Regions from separate parts of the Zea mays genome. Here all the other regions are linked to region 3. A link is a contact called in public Hi-C data. All regions are on one chromosome and are shown on one strand. The core of a region is the stretch at or near the end of the contact, and the rest is flanking DNA. Distances in the headings are between cores, read along the strand shown.

Region 1 (4,632 bases), core at 1,976-4,475, 360 kb after region 3:
AAAGGGGGAGATTGAAAGGGAAATGTGCCCTTGGGCCATTTCTAAGTATTTTGGTGATTTAGTGTCTAACACAAGTGCTTAAGTGATAAACTATGCCAAATGATGGATAAGATGCAAATCAATACAAAGGTATGATTCTAGACTTAGTACATTGGTTTTTGTGTACTAACATGTTTATCTAAGTGTTAGAATCAGAGAAAATGCAACTGAAAAAGAGTGGCTCGAAGCAGCCAAAAGTATGCTCAGTCTTGGTGCACCGGACTGTCCGGTGGTGCACCGGACAGTGTCTAGTGGTGCACCAGACAGTGTCCGGTGCGCCAGGCTGGCATCTGCGAACTTGCTGCTCTCAGGACTTCGTCGGCGGCGTACGACTAAAATTCACCGGACTGTCCGGTGGTGCACCGGACTGTCCGGTGAGCCAACAGTCGGCCGCGGAATCCGTGCGCGACGTGTGGCAAGCGCCAACGGTCGGAAGGGGCACCGGACTGTCCGGTGTGCACCGGACAGTGTCCGGTGCGCCAACGGCTCCAAGACTGCAACGGTCGGCTTCGCCAAATAAGGAAAGAGATCTGCACCGGACAGTGTCCGGTGGTGCACCGGACTGTCCGGTGCGCCAGGCGACAGAAGGCAAGAATTGCCTTCCTGGAATGCTCTCAACGGCTCCTAGCTGCCTTGGGGCTATAAAAGGGACCCCTAGGCGCATGGAGGAGCACACCAAGCATTCTCAAAACATTCCTAAGCACCAAGGCATCGATTCCGCGCATTTGACTATTTGTGATAGCAATTAGAGCTCTAGTTGAGTTGTGAACTCGTCGGGTTGTGTTGTGAGCTCTTATTGTGACTTGGGTGCGTGTTGTCGCTCTGATTTTGTGTCTTGTGTGCGTTGCTCATCCCTCCCTTGCTTCGTGCTTCTTTGTGAACATCTTAGTAAGGGCGAAAGACTCCAAGTTGTGGAGATTCCTCGCAAGCGGGATATAGAAAAGCAAAGCAAAACACCGTGGTATTCAAGTGGGTCTTTGGACCGCTTGAAAGGGGTTGATTGCAACCCTCGTCCGTTGGGACGCCACAACGTGGAGTAGGCAAGTGTTGGACTTGGCCGAACCACGGGATAAACCACTGTGTCATCTCTGTGTTGATCTCTTTGTGGTTATCGTGTTGTGCAAGTTCTCCTCTTTAGCCACTTGGCTTATTCGTGCTAACTCCTAATCAAGTTTTGCGGATCAAGTTTCAAGTTTTTACAGGATCACCTATTCACCCCCTCTAGGTGCTCTCAAAAACCTGTTTAATGTTTCTAAAAATAATTTTTACTAGCGGATTTATTACGTCAACCGCGAGTGGAAATCGATTTCCACTGACAGTCCTCAATTACCCGCCTGTAAAAATGATGATTTTTACTGGCCCTAGTACCAACGGTTATAAGAAACGCCAGTAAAAATAGGTTATAACCGTTACTATAGAGCTACTTTGTACTCGTGTAAGTTAAGGGTCCAAACGTTAAGATTTGCCTAGAACCCTTCGAATCATGATCCGATGATGTCCACAGGTATCGTCTGTGATCATATTAGACTCTTTCTAGCAATAAAGTGTAAACGGTCCTGAACTTTAAATTTAGCGTCCACTGCCATTCTTTACTCGTCCAGCAACGACCGTTATATTGCGTCCTCTAATAAAATTTGCTGTTCGCCTTCTACACACGAGAGCTGTGTTCCAAACAGTATATAAAAGGCAGCGGCGGACCGGTGGTTTTAGCGGCTCAGGACAAATTTAAAATAGAGGCTCATCAATTTATTGTTATATAAAAATGGTACCAATATATAAACTCAAGACACATCTAAAAATATTCATACCAAGAAACAAATAAATAAAAAGATACATATTATAGTATTATCTTAAAAGTTATTTTAACATGTTTAAATAAGACCGGGTTGTGAACGTTTTGTGGCTGCTAATTATTCGACATTTCATTATTAAATTATTGTGTCTGATAGTCTAATTACTGAATGTATAGCTAGGTTCGGGGCCCTATATAATTGGGGGCCCGGGGCGGCGGCCCCTCCGCCCCACTCTCAGGGCCGCCACTGATAAAAGGTAGTGATGAGATGTATTTAAATATTTCTCATGCATGCAGTAGCGAAAAGGTTAAAATCAAAGTAGATTATGGTATCTAGCAGCAGGACAGAGAGAGTTAAATTTAGGGAACGTTGTTGAAGATGAAAACGATGTAGTGGATAAATTTTTTTATAAAGTGTTGTAGAGGACGACGAATATTTCTTTAGGTGATAAAATTTAGAAAATGTTGCTGAAGATAGTCTTGGTACTATCACTACGACCCAGACCCTGTCTTGTGTTTGGACTTTGGATCATACCTTTTCGGACTATACTCATAGCGGCTCATGGAGCGCTGGTGCCATGTCTCGCATTCGCATCCCAGCAGGACACGAATCCATGCACACGCAAGTAGCATAGATAATGGGCGCCGATAGGCCATTACCATTTACGGGCCATGCGCGCACGAGGCAGCGCCGCGCCTGACCACAGGACCAGGACGTAGTACGTGCGTACGTTGTTCTCCTCCACCTGGACGACGATCGTGATTCCCGGCTGTTCCGATCCAGTAACGACACCCAGCTCGGTCGATCGCTCGTGGACCTGCCCAACAAGCGTGTGTGCCAGTACGCCACCGCGTTTGCACTAATCAATGTGCTACACCTAATAAGCCAGGAATGATGGATGCGTGTGTTATTATTGGCTGCCTGTTCTGTCGTTCTTTGTGCTCAACCAGAAACGCAGGCTCTTGAATCTAGCTTGATGCAGTGTCACAAAGGTGCGTCGCCTAAATAGGTCCGGCCCCTGCCTAAGGAAAAAAAAACTCCCCCAGCGAGCAAATGGCATGCACGGTTCGGTGGTACCGGTCTCGCCAAATCTATCGAAGACGACGACATGGATCACGCACGCACGCAAGCAGCAGGGGCTATCCCCACCCCTCTTAGCTACCATGAGTTAATGCTGAGTTAATAGTGGTTGCAGGGTTCCAGGGTCGAGCGGCATTCAAGGCACGCACCGTACGCAGTGCCAAGCACGGCTGTCAAGCTGTGTTGTGTGTGTGTTTTTTCCAAATGCGCTCATCTCCTGATTTTACTCGTGTCTTTTTCTTTACAGCAAACCGCCAACTACGTTGGTAGTTTCCACTCCTTTAAATACTCTCCTCTTCCTCTCGTCGCTCCATCCATCGTCAAACCGCCCGCGGTCCAAAATCCAAACCCTGCGAGTGTATAGAAGAAGAACCCCCCACCCCATCGCAACCCGCAATGGTCGCGGCGGAAGATCCGGAACACTTCTTCGCCGCCTCGCCGCCGCTGCGCGACGCTGCCGTTGTCGCCGCCAGCCTGCAGGAGTTCGTCGCGCGCAATTCGCACGCATCATCAGGTAGCCGCGGCGCCGCCCTGCATGGGGGACAACGCGCGGACCGCGCGTGGGCCATTTCGTCGAACGAGCCCTTGACCGCGCGCTCTAGCTTAACCCGTGCGGCCTTTTTTGTTTTTTGTTTTTTGCGATGTGCGCGCAGACGGCGTCGGGCGGCGGCGCATCGTCTGCGTCACGTCGGGCGGGACCACGGTGCCGCTGGAGCAGCGATGCGTGCGCTACATCGACAACTTCAGCTCCGGCCACCGCGGCGCCGCGTCCACCGAGTAAGTTTCCTCCTCTCTTGCGCTCCGCCCCTCTTCGGATGCTCTCTCGTGCGCCGTGGTGATGACTGCCTTTCCCATACTCTGTTCTATATAACCCATGCCTTTTTTAGTTTTTTTTTCTCTTCAATATAATCCTTGAGAGATGATGCTTTACATAAGGTTATACTGGCCTGAACATATATGATGGTGTGCCATGCCATGTGATACCTCGTTAGTTTTGATATCTGTCTCATAAATGCACTGGAAGTATACATAGTCTCTGTCCAGTACAAGTTTGATGAACAGTAAGTACTGTCAAGTACTCATTCCCGTTTTTAATTTCTGCTGACACAGGTATTTCTTAAAGGCTGGCTATGCGGTCATTTTCGTCCATCGGCGGTAATCCACAAAGCTACATCAGCTGCTTCGTTGCAAAAACAATCCCACAACTTTTACTTCTCGTCTTTCAGCTTTATCAACTGTTCAGTATCCACATAATGCAAAAAAAAAGAAGAAAGATTCTTCACATAAATCCCATTATGCTTGCATGAACGCAGAGGGAGTTGCCAGCCTTTCTCCAGGTTCCTGCCTGATGACTCGTTTCTCCACTTCTTTGATGTCACAACAGATTCGAAGGTTCAAGGTTGGTTGGTAATTAATCTACAGCTTCTAGCTCAGATGAAAAGAAAAGAAAAGAAAAGAACAAATATCGCTTCCTTACTATGTTGATTAAAATATGTTATGCTTGTTTAATCAGTGGCCGAGTCCCAGGCAACGGTGGTAAAGAGAGCAATTGGGGATTATCGCAAGGTATAGCATCTGAACCGGGTACTGGCTGGCATACAGATGTGCCGATGCCCCTTGACTGAGGTGAACTTGTCGCAGGCTACTGAAGGAGGCTCTCTGCTGAAACTCCCATTCACCACGATATTTGAGTATCTTCAGGTCCTGCACATTTGCTTTG
Region 2 (4,282 bases), core at 501-3,000, 290 kb after region 3:
GAACGGAATAGACCCTCATGTTTCCATATTTTGCCACAAATACACAAATAGATAGAGCAAATATGGAAAATGGTAGGGTCAGGACAAGATTTTTCGGTCCATTTTCAACCTAGCACGCGCATGCAGTGGGAGTTGCAGTGTAGCTATACGAAGCAACATCGTCACTCCAAAATGGCTAGGGATAGATTCAGATGTCTGGAGATTCGAATTATCCGTATTCATATTTGCTTGAAATGCTAATAAGGATATTTGTATTCGTATTCGATTTTAATATGGATATTAAATGGATGTATCCGAATTCGATTTCTAGTTTTTTTGTCAATCCGAATCTAGATTTGTATTCGACAAAACCGTGGAATATTCTATACTATCCATATTCAAGAAGGAAAAAGTATTCCATGAAACCATTAAAAAATATTTTTATTCCAAACTACAAATTACAAATGATTTTATTTTTCATAATATGCTAGAAAAATTATGTACACCATTTAAAGTATTAAAAATATTTATATGATAAATAAATAATTATAGTAATGTTATATTACTAGTGACATAAAATGATAAAATTAATTAATATTAAAAAATTAATTCTAAATACATTACATTATTGGGATTTTTTGAGTCCAAAATACAAATATACCTAGTATAAAAAAATATTTAGAATCCAAAATATCTAATCAACTACAACTCTTCACTTTACAATATATAGATTGATTTGTTCATTATTTTTATTTAAATTTTGGTGCACACATTCATATACTTCATTCATTTTGGAATGACATATTTAAATTTCTTAACATTTTTACTATTTTATAACAATTAAATGAATTACTAGATATCTATTTATTGAAATTGTAAAATAATATGTAAATGTGGTACATATATTTATAAACATGACATAAATTTTTATTGTTAAATACTATATTTTTATTAATGAATATGCTAATAAGGTATCTATTGCTATGATTATAATTTACTTGTAACATGATTTTTTTGTCACCTATAACAAATTAATAATCATTATAATATTATGTTCTAAGTCATGTGAGTATACGAATTCGAACTATTCATTTTATATTTTATTTGATAATATTCGTATTTATATCTATATTTAAATTAAAATATGATAAATAGTGACCATTCAAATTCATATTCGTGCATATCCAATTCGAATCATCTCTAATAATAACGAGACCGGCGTACCGAGGACCGTGTCCACGTGATTCCTGGCCCCGGTCACCTCGCCATGTCAGCAGATGCCCGCCCCGGTGGGGCCCGCGCCTCCCCCTCCCTCCTCTCCGTCCACTAGCCACTAGCTCCATCAAAGTCACCCACCCCACTCCCCGGAAGCACGCCGACCATCACCCGCGCCTGCACCTTCCGTCACAACCACTCTCTCGCTTCCAGGCGGGCCCAGGGTTTCTCTGGTCCCGCACGTCTGTCACCTGCTGTGGAGGTCACCGCGGTGGAGCGCCCCCTTCTTCCGTGAGCGTAGGCGATGGTCCCACCGCGTAGTAGAAAAACAATTTAGGTCGGGACATGCACACATACACACGCGCACAGCCGCACTCGGTTCCAGCTACAGAGAATTCGTCCAGGAAAGTAAAAAAACTCCCCCATTCGCGAGGGACAGGAGGGAGGAGTCACCGCGTGAGCTCAGGAGGAAGAGGGAGAAGGAGAGGCCGCCGGCGGCGGCGCGGCAGACCGGGAACCGCCGTGTAGCACTGGGGTGGTGGACCCGCGCGCCCATGCGTCGGTGAGGTGGTGGGGCCCGCTTGGCGCTCGAGTTGGAATGGCGGCGGCAGGGAGGTGGTGGGCGGTGGTCCTTGCGGTCGCGGTGCTGCTCTGGCCGGGCCGGGTCGTCGCCAACACCGAGGGTGAGTCCTCCTGCTTCATCTCATACGCACTAGTAATGGTTTGGATTTATCCCAAGTTTCGTTGGATTTCGTGGAAAGCGTAGAATTTTTGTCCTGTGAAGTTTCTTTCGTTATGCCATGAACTTCTCTCGTTTGGGCGTTCAGTCTTCAGTACATCTTTGAGTCTACTTCCGGTAGCGAGGCAAGAGAGACCACCAAGCATAGCCTAGTTCGTTTGTAAATGGAAATTATGGTAATATCGTCCTCCAGAACTAAGGAGTTCAATTGGATTGCTAATGTTGACTTTGAAGTGGGATTGTCTGACCGGTTCTTTCTGCTGGTGACAGAAACACTTTTTGCTAGTTCTGCGGTTGGGATGTTATTGATCATCTGTCTCCAGAGATGGAAATTGAAAAGTATAGTTTTGTAGGATGTGTCCCCATGGTCTACCATGAATAGAAGAACATCGGATACTGTAGTACTAATAACAATGGATAAGGGCATAAGGCCAACTGTAATAACTACTAATCTCTGTGATTTGTGAACTTCCCCTTTTCTTATCTTTTCTGTTTTGGAAATTTCAATCGCATTGCTTTTGCCTAGGCAGCATACTTTTTTTCTACAGATTTTGCATACAAGCTCATCACCTGTAGAATTTCTTATATGTTTGTTCATCTTAACTGGAAATATACTTGCTGCTGATCATGCTACCTTTTGTCCACAGGCGATGCTCTATACAGCCTGCGGCAGAGCTTGATAGATACGAACAATGTCTTGCAGAGTTGGGATTCCACTCTTGTTAATCCATGTACATGGTTTCACGTTACGTGTAACAGCGATAACAGTGTTATCAGAGTGTAAGTCGATGAAAAAGCTCTCATATATTCATTTCAAAGTGTTAGTGATGTTCTCCTTCTGGTTCTAAATGTCCCCACTTTCACAGTGACCTTGGAAATGCACAATTATCTGGCGTCCTAGTGCCACAGCTTGGTCAGCTGAAAAATCTCCAATATTTGTAAGTTCTGCATGTTTTGTTTTTTCTAACTGTTTCAAGATGTGGATTTTCTGTCTCTTGTACGCAGCGTCAGAAAAAAGGGAGTACCCACTGCCGTAGGCTTCCCGCACTGTGCGGGGTCTGGGGAAGCGTCAGAATTTTCAAAAAAATGGTCCAGTAACCACTTCTCAAAAAAAAAAAAAACTTAATCCTAAAGCAGTCTTAATTAACTGATTTGTTTTAAATTACATCCTAAGCCTGGCCCACACCATCGCAATCCAATTCCTCACATTCTCTTATTTGTGGGGGCATGGTGGCTTGATCTGTGGATCAGACATGGCTGATAAGCATGTTGATTCAATTTGGAACTGGAGCACTGAAAATTGTTGGCTTGGGAGGACAGCTTGTCGGCATCTTTACAACACCAGCAGATGGCACTCAATGGCGGACAAAATGCTTGTTTGATTCTTGGACTTCCTTTTACTTGGCCACCCAGTGCTCATTTGAGATAGTGTTTCCAAAACTATTAGCTTATTCCGATCTACCTTAGTGACATTAGAATGTGTGCACTAGAAGCTCTGCCACCAGCACACCTCTGCACTCACCAAACAAAAGTGGTAATCTTTTTTCTTTTCGTGTGTGTGTGTTGTTTGTTGGGGGGGGGGGGGGGGGGCACAATGGGTTAGGCTACCTCCAACCATCCTCCCTCCCAAATCCCCCTATTCGTACGTTCTATTCATATTTAAATACCTACCCCTCAACCATTCTTCCCCCATTCATATTTAAATACCTCCCCCTCAACCATTGTTCCCCCTATTTCTTCTCCTCTCCAACCGTTTCCCCTATTTAGCTCCCCTTTGACTCTTTAACTGGGTTATTTGTTTATATATATATATATATATATATATATATATATATATATATATATATATATATATATATATATATATATATATCAGTTTTTGGAGTTTTAAAAAATACTACCATATTTGTAGTACCGTAATACATATTGTTATCTGCTAATTAAACTCAAAAATAATTAATTTCACAATTATTATCGTTGATTAGTGGAGAGGGGGAGATTAGAGCTCCCCCTCTCCACGGGGGGAAATCTTCTCTCTCCCCCGGCGGAGGGCCCCTGAGGGGGCGTCGTTGGAGCCGGCCGGGGAGCACAGCTCCACCCCGGAGCCGACAGGGGGAAGGGGCCGGTGGACCGTTGGAGTCCACCTTAGGGAGGCAGCCTTGGAGGTATCATTTAATTTACTTAAGGTGCTTCAGGATCCGTGCTAGGCTTGCCTCGGTTTATCCCTTTCCCAAGACGCTACTCATGTGGGAGCCTCCAAAACTATGTCTGCCCCTGCTTTAGGATCCGTGCTAATTATTGAGGAGTGCCGGAGTACTTCTCTTGTTTTAAATGTGAATTAGATGTACA
Region 3 (4,673 bases), core at 649-3,148:
TTATGGTGGCGTCAGTAAACATACAACCAATCATAATTATGAACAAAGTTGACCGGGATATTTTTTTCTTCTTCAAATAGATCTACATTTTGTTGCAGACCAGAAAGACCATGGACACACTAATAATTGAAGGTAAATAAACAAAGTAAAAACGACAAGTTGCCTAACTATTCTGCCTGTGTCTGATAGGTGCCTTTTATTTTTCCAATAATTAACCTTTTGCCTTGGGTGTTAGAGCTAGTTTGATGAACGGAGAAGAAAAAGATGCCAAGCACAAACATGAGACTTGAGACAATAAAATCATTTAAGACCACCATGATTACATGATTGGGACCAAGAATTTGTGCAACACATAGGTATGTTAAAATCTCATGTTCTTCAGAGAATACATATACGTTGACATCTCGGCAGAACAAGTTGACTTTCCAGGCTATCAATCCTTAGATAGGTTGGTTGTGGCGCTATGCAAACAATTTTGAGAAAACGATATGGGATGGATGTCAAGTAACTTAATGCGTGATTATTCAAGAATCACTCAGTGATGACGCCGGCCCGTACAGACCTTACAGAAGTACTGTACATAGTTTAGGCTGGTTCAGGTCATACGTATGCCTACGAACAGCTGGGTCAGAGCTCATACCTTTGAGCAAATTTTCTAAGACAATAGGAAGAGCGATTCAGTTGACTCGACGATACAGCTGACTCCAATAGCCGCGCAAAATAACACCAGGGCCATGAGAATCGGTTCACTTGAGCCAAAACTTGTTGGCATCCCCGAAAACTATGAAATCGTCTTACATGGGGATGCTTGTACAGATCATGCAAAAAAATATGCTGATTGCAGGACCAAAAAAAAGAAGAATCATGTTAAATTTCAATGTCTCAAAAGAAAAATCTAGAGTAGAGTAGTATTCTACGTAGCACTTGTTCCCCCTAAAAATCTTTGGAAGTGTGAAAAAAAAATATGAAGCAGCCTATTTGGAAACAGGAGCAGAGCACTGAATTGGGCTACCTACCGACACATGCCATGGACAAAGTTTACTAGTTAAAATATGCATGCTGACGCTTGCAGGAAATGGAGAAGGTATAAAGATTCTTCTCTTTGGTTTTGAAAAAAAAAAGAGGTAGTGATGATTTAGGTTTCAGAAGAATCTTTATGCCTCAGATCATTGTCTCGCACACCTTCGTCGGAGACGCAGAGAGAGATTCCAGTGGCCAAAACCTGGTCTGAGAGAAAACGCGAACAGTATCAGGAGAGCAGACCAAAACCCGATCGAAGAGCAGTCGAGAGCTCCAGCAGGACGGGCCTCAGACCCCACTGAATTCATGCAGCATTCGGTGACCAGCAACATGAGCCGTGGGTGGTACACAACAAACAGGAAAGGACAGGAGTACAGATCTGAGTGAACCGAACAGCAACTGCTTAGCCGAGGGCATCAATGGCAGAAACCTCAAAACCCTCGAATCAGCAGTCGGAATCAACAACACGCCCTCAAAACCCAGCGTACATGCATGCCTATAGCCTAATAATAATACGTAGCTGCACAGCGAAACGAGCAAAACAAGAGAAGAATTGCCGCCATGGGATGGGGCCATGGCAGAGAGCATACGACGCTGAGAGGAATCTTGGCAACGAAACAGAGGCGGAGAAGAAAACAGAGGAAGGAAATCACCTTGCATCCCAGCTGAAGAGAATTACACGAGCGCAGAGAAGGAGAGAGAGAGAAGAGAGGAGGGAGGGAGATTTTATTATGGAGAGGCAGAAGAGGGTGGTCTGGCGGGGCGTCGGGCTGACGGTGACGGAGTAGCACTGGGGCTGTGGTGCGGGGAGGGGGCCTCGTGCAAGCGCCCGCGACGTCACATGATGGCGCGCCTTTCCCACGCGCAACCGCGCAGCGGCAGCTCACCTGGCTCCAGCGACCAGCCGGCGCGTCTCTACTGAGCGACGACGCAGACGGGGCTGCTCTGCTCGCGCTTGGCGTGTGTGGCACTGTGGCTTCGTTTATTTGCCGCGTTTTTGTTTCGAGGGAATTACTCAAGCTCGCAGTAGCTCAGCTCGGTTTGGCCTGGCTCGACGCATAGAACGAGTTTGAGCTGAGTCTGTTTTTGTGGCTCGTGAAAAGAGCGAGCGAGTTGGGCTCGGCTCGAGCTGGCTTGTGACTCAACCCAACAACAATTTATTATATATAATCCTAATTAGCATATAATATTAGTACTGAATAGATAATTAATTCATGTTATTTGATATTACTATACAAAATTAATCTATTTTCAATATTATATTAGTAATATATCGATTTTACTAATTTAAAATATGTTATTTAAAATATTTTTAAGATTTTAGATTATAATTTAGAGAACTTTATGGCTAGGCTCGTTGGTTCGATGAGCCGACTCGCGAGCTAATAGCGAGCTGAGCTGAGCTGAACCGCTTTTTCAAACTCATCAGATGAGCGAGCTAAGCTCGACTCGGCTCATTTCCACCTCTACATGGTGACCTCTTCTCAGGGTGCAGCTCCGCTTTTATCGTATATGTCTTTTTAAACAAATAGATAGTTTGTCTATATTCTGTTACCGGATGGTAACTTATCTTGCAAAATGACATTTATACCTTTGCACTACTATTCATTTTTTTATCATCCGTTCGTAAATTTACCCTCACTTTAATATATATTAAAATTTGAAATATAATTATAAAATAAATCTAACTATACATCTTTAAAATCAATATTTAAACTTGGAATATAAAAATGAATTTGGCATTTAATTTTGATAAATTTGACAATGTTGCATTTATAATGTTTAAAATACACTATAAGGGTTAGAATATTTTCAAAATAAAAAAATAAAATATTGTTGGTTTTCTCAAAATTTAATATCAAATCTAATTTACTTTTATCAATTTATAAATATTTTTAAATTCAAATATTAAATTGTTTTTTTAGAAATTTTATGCTTAGATTTTGTACCCCAATTACATTTCAAAAATTCGTTTTAAAGTAGGGGCAAATTTACAAATAATTGTTACAAGAGTATGACCGTCTTTTGTGGATTGAGTTACATTGTTAAATACAAATAGGGACAAACTAACTATTTATTTAAAAAAAGAAGAAACATACATGCAAACTTTACAAATTAGTGGTAAAAACATAGTCGCATCTACGACCAAGGACAACCGTACAACAACCCATTAGTGCATTGCAACAACAACCAATGTATAATAAATTTTCTCGTCTAAAATTATAAAATTACAATTCTTTATATATATAACATTAATATATCAAATTTTAACTTCTAATTTATTCTAGGGTGAAAGATATAAAAATAAAATCTAATGTAAAGAATAAAAATGATAGATTTTATATATCTCCTAATATAGAATAAACTAGAATTCAAAATTTCAATATATTAATAAAATTATAGAGTATAACTATAAAGTTTAACATTTTTATTAATAGTTCGATTATGTAACGATTGCATGGATTGCCTCACCAATGTCTACTTTTGTGAAATTGCCACCACACATGGTAGGTTTTGGAGTTAAGCTCTCACAGTGTGACCTCTAGACCATTTGATCTCGGTTTGACACCTTCGAGTAATTGACTAGAGAACTTCCATTAGTGTTAGATAGGTCGGTCCAATGAGCAGTTATTGGACCATATATATGCTCCTACTGTACACTCTAAAGGTTATGTCTAACATAGTGAGCTCACTGTGACCATTGTGTCTTATTTGGCTGAGGCTAATGGTTAGACACTCAGTTGTGAGATTGTTCGATGACTACAAATTTTGCTAGAGTTAATGTAACAACTACTTGATATGTTGAAGTGTACAAATAGAACCCTAACTTGTCCACTCTAACTCTATTGCCCTTTTGATCAGTTGAAGAAACCCTTTGGGGAGTGAGAATGATCCTATCTCTGGTGAGGATCATAAGAGTTGATAATCACATAATTAGTGGCCTCATTGGTGCATTGAGAGTAACTAGTGTGCATCCACTATTATCATTATCCTTGTCTAAGTCAAGCGAGAGTTCTTTATTGTTCTTTATTATTACTCTTGGTGGTCGGCATCACTTAAATGATTTAGTGGCGATTAGGAGTTTGGTGATCACCTAGAGAGCTTATGGGTGACCCAACTCAGGGTGTACTTGGTTGTGGATGGTTCACGATGCTCACATGGCAAAGAACCATCTCATATAGAGTATTTGGTTCTTGCACGATCAAGGGGGGCAATACCCCCCCCTTGATGAGGACTAGTGGATGGTTCACGATGCTCACTAGTGCTCTGATGAGGACTAGTGGGGAGTGTTCTTTAATATCTAGGAAAATATTGAGGTCTTTTTAATTTTCACTTTACTTTGAGCTTTTACTTTTGAGAAATTACATTTAAGTATTTACCTTGCTAGTGTCGTGCTAGTACAGGACTAGAACCTAGGATGAACCGTTGATCATTGAAACACTTCCTAGGCACATGGGGTGAAGTGGGTTAATTAATAGGTTTTATTTAATTATAGAGAACTCCAATTCGCTCCCCCTTAGGAATCTTGATCCTTTCACTCCCATAGATTTTAAGAGCACCTCTATTGAGACTCAGCCGACCAACCTAGTTCTTGAGTCTTCTCCTTAAACCTAGCTCACATCTTATTTTGTACCAGAGATAGCAGGCTACAC

What was found. Hi-C and Micro-C count contacts between places; a contact is called where the count stands out from the background.
Region 1: a contact with region 3 is called in a Hi-C map of ear, with 2.8 times the contacts expected there. The contact joins the promoter of LOC100283870 here to the promoter of LOC103653668 in region 3. A contact is called at or near these places in 2 of 25 Hi-C or Micro-C datasets (ear and tassel).
Region 2: a contact with region 3 is called in a Hi-C map of ear, with 2.3 times the contacts expected there. The contact joins the promoter of LOC109945802 here to the promoter of LOC103653668 in region 3. A contact is called at or near these places in 6 of 25 Hi-C or Micro-C datasets (bundle sheath, ear, endosperm and 2 more) and 1 of 3 datasets of contacts at active chromatin or transcription factors (seedling).

The regions. Positions count from the first base shown.
Region 1 is chr4:129,440,230-129,444,861 of Zm-B73-REFERENCE-NAM-5.0, reverse strand. LOC100283870 (phosphopantothenate--cysteine ligase) reads left to right here and starts at 3,225. Exons shown (of 9, transcript NM_001156768.2): 1 at 3,225-3,426; 2 at 3,566-3,689; 3 at 4,023-4,067; 4 at 4,226-4,311; 5 at 4,426-4,478; 6 at 4,554-4,613. The coding sequence starts at 3,309.
Region 2 is chr4:129,513,839-129,518,120 of Zm-B73-REFERENCE-NAM-5.0, reverse strand. It overlaps LOC109945802, which reads right to left and starts at 1,750. Exons shown (of 2, transcript XM_020552160.1): 1 at 1,648-1,750. The coding sequence starts at 1,750. It overlaps LOC542670 (somatic embryogenesis receptor-like kinase 3), which reads left to right and starts at 1,643. Exons shown (of 11, transcript NM_001319769.1): 1 at 1,643-1,877; 2 at 2,581-2,713; 3 at 2,800-2,871. The coding sequence starts at 1,793.
Region 3 is chr4:129,801,659-129,806,331 of Zm-B73-REFERENCE-NAM-5.0, reverse strand. It overlaps LOC103653668, which reads right to left and starts at 1,898. Exons shown (of 2, transcript XM_008680501.4): 1 at 1,674-1,898.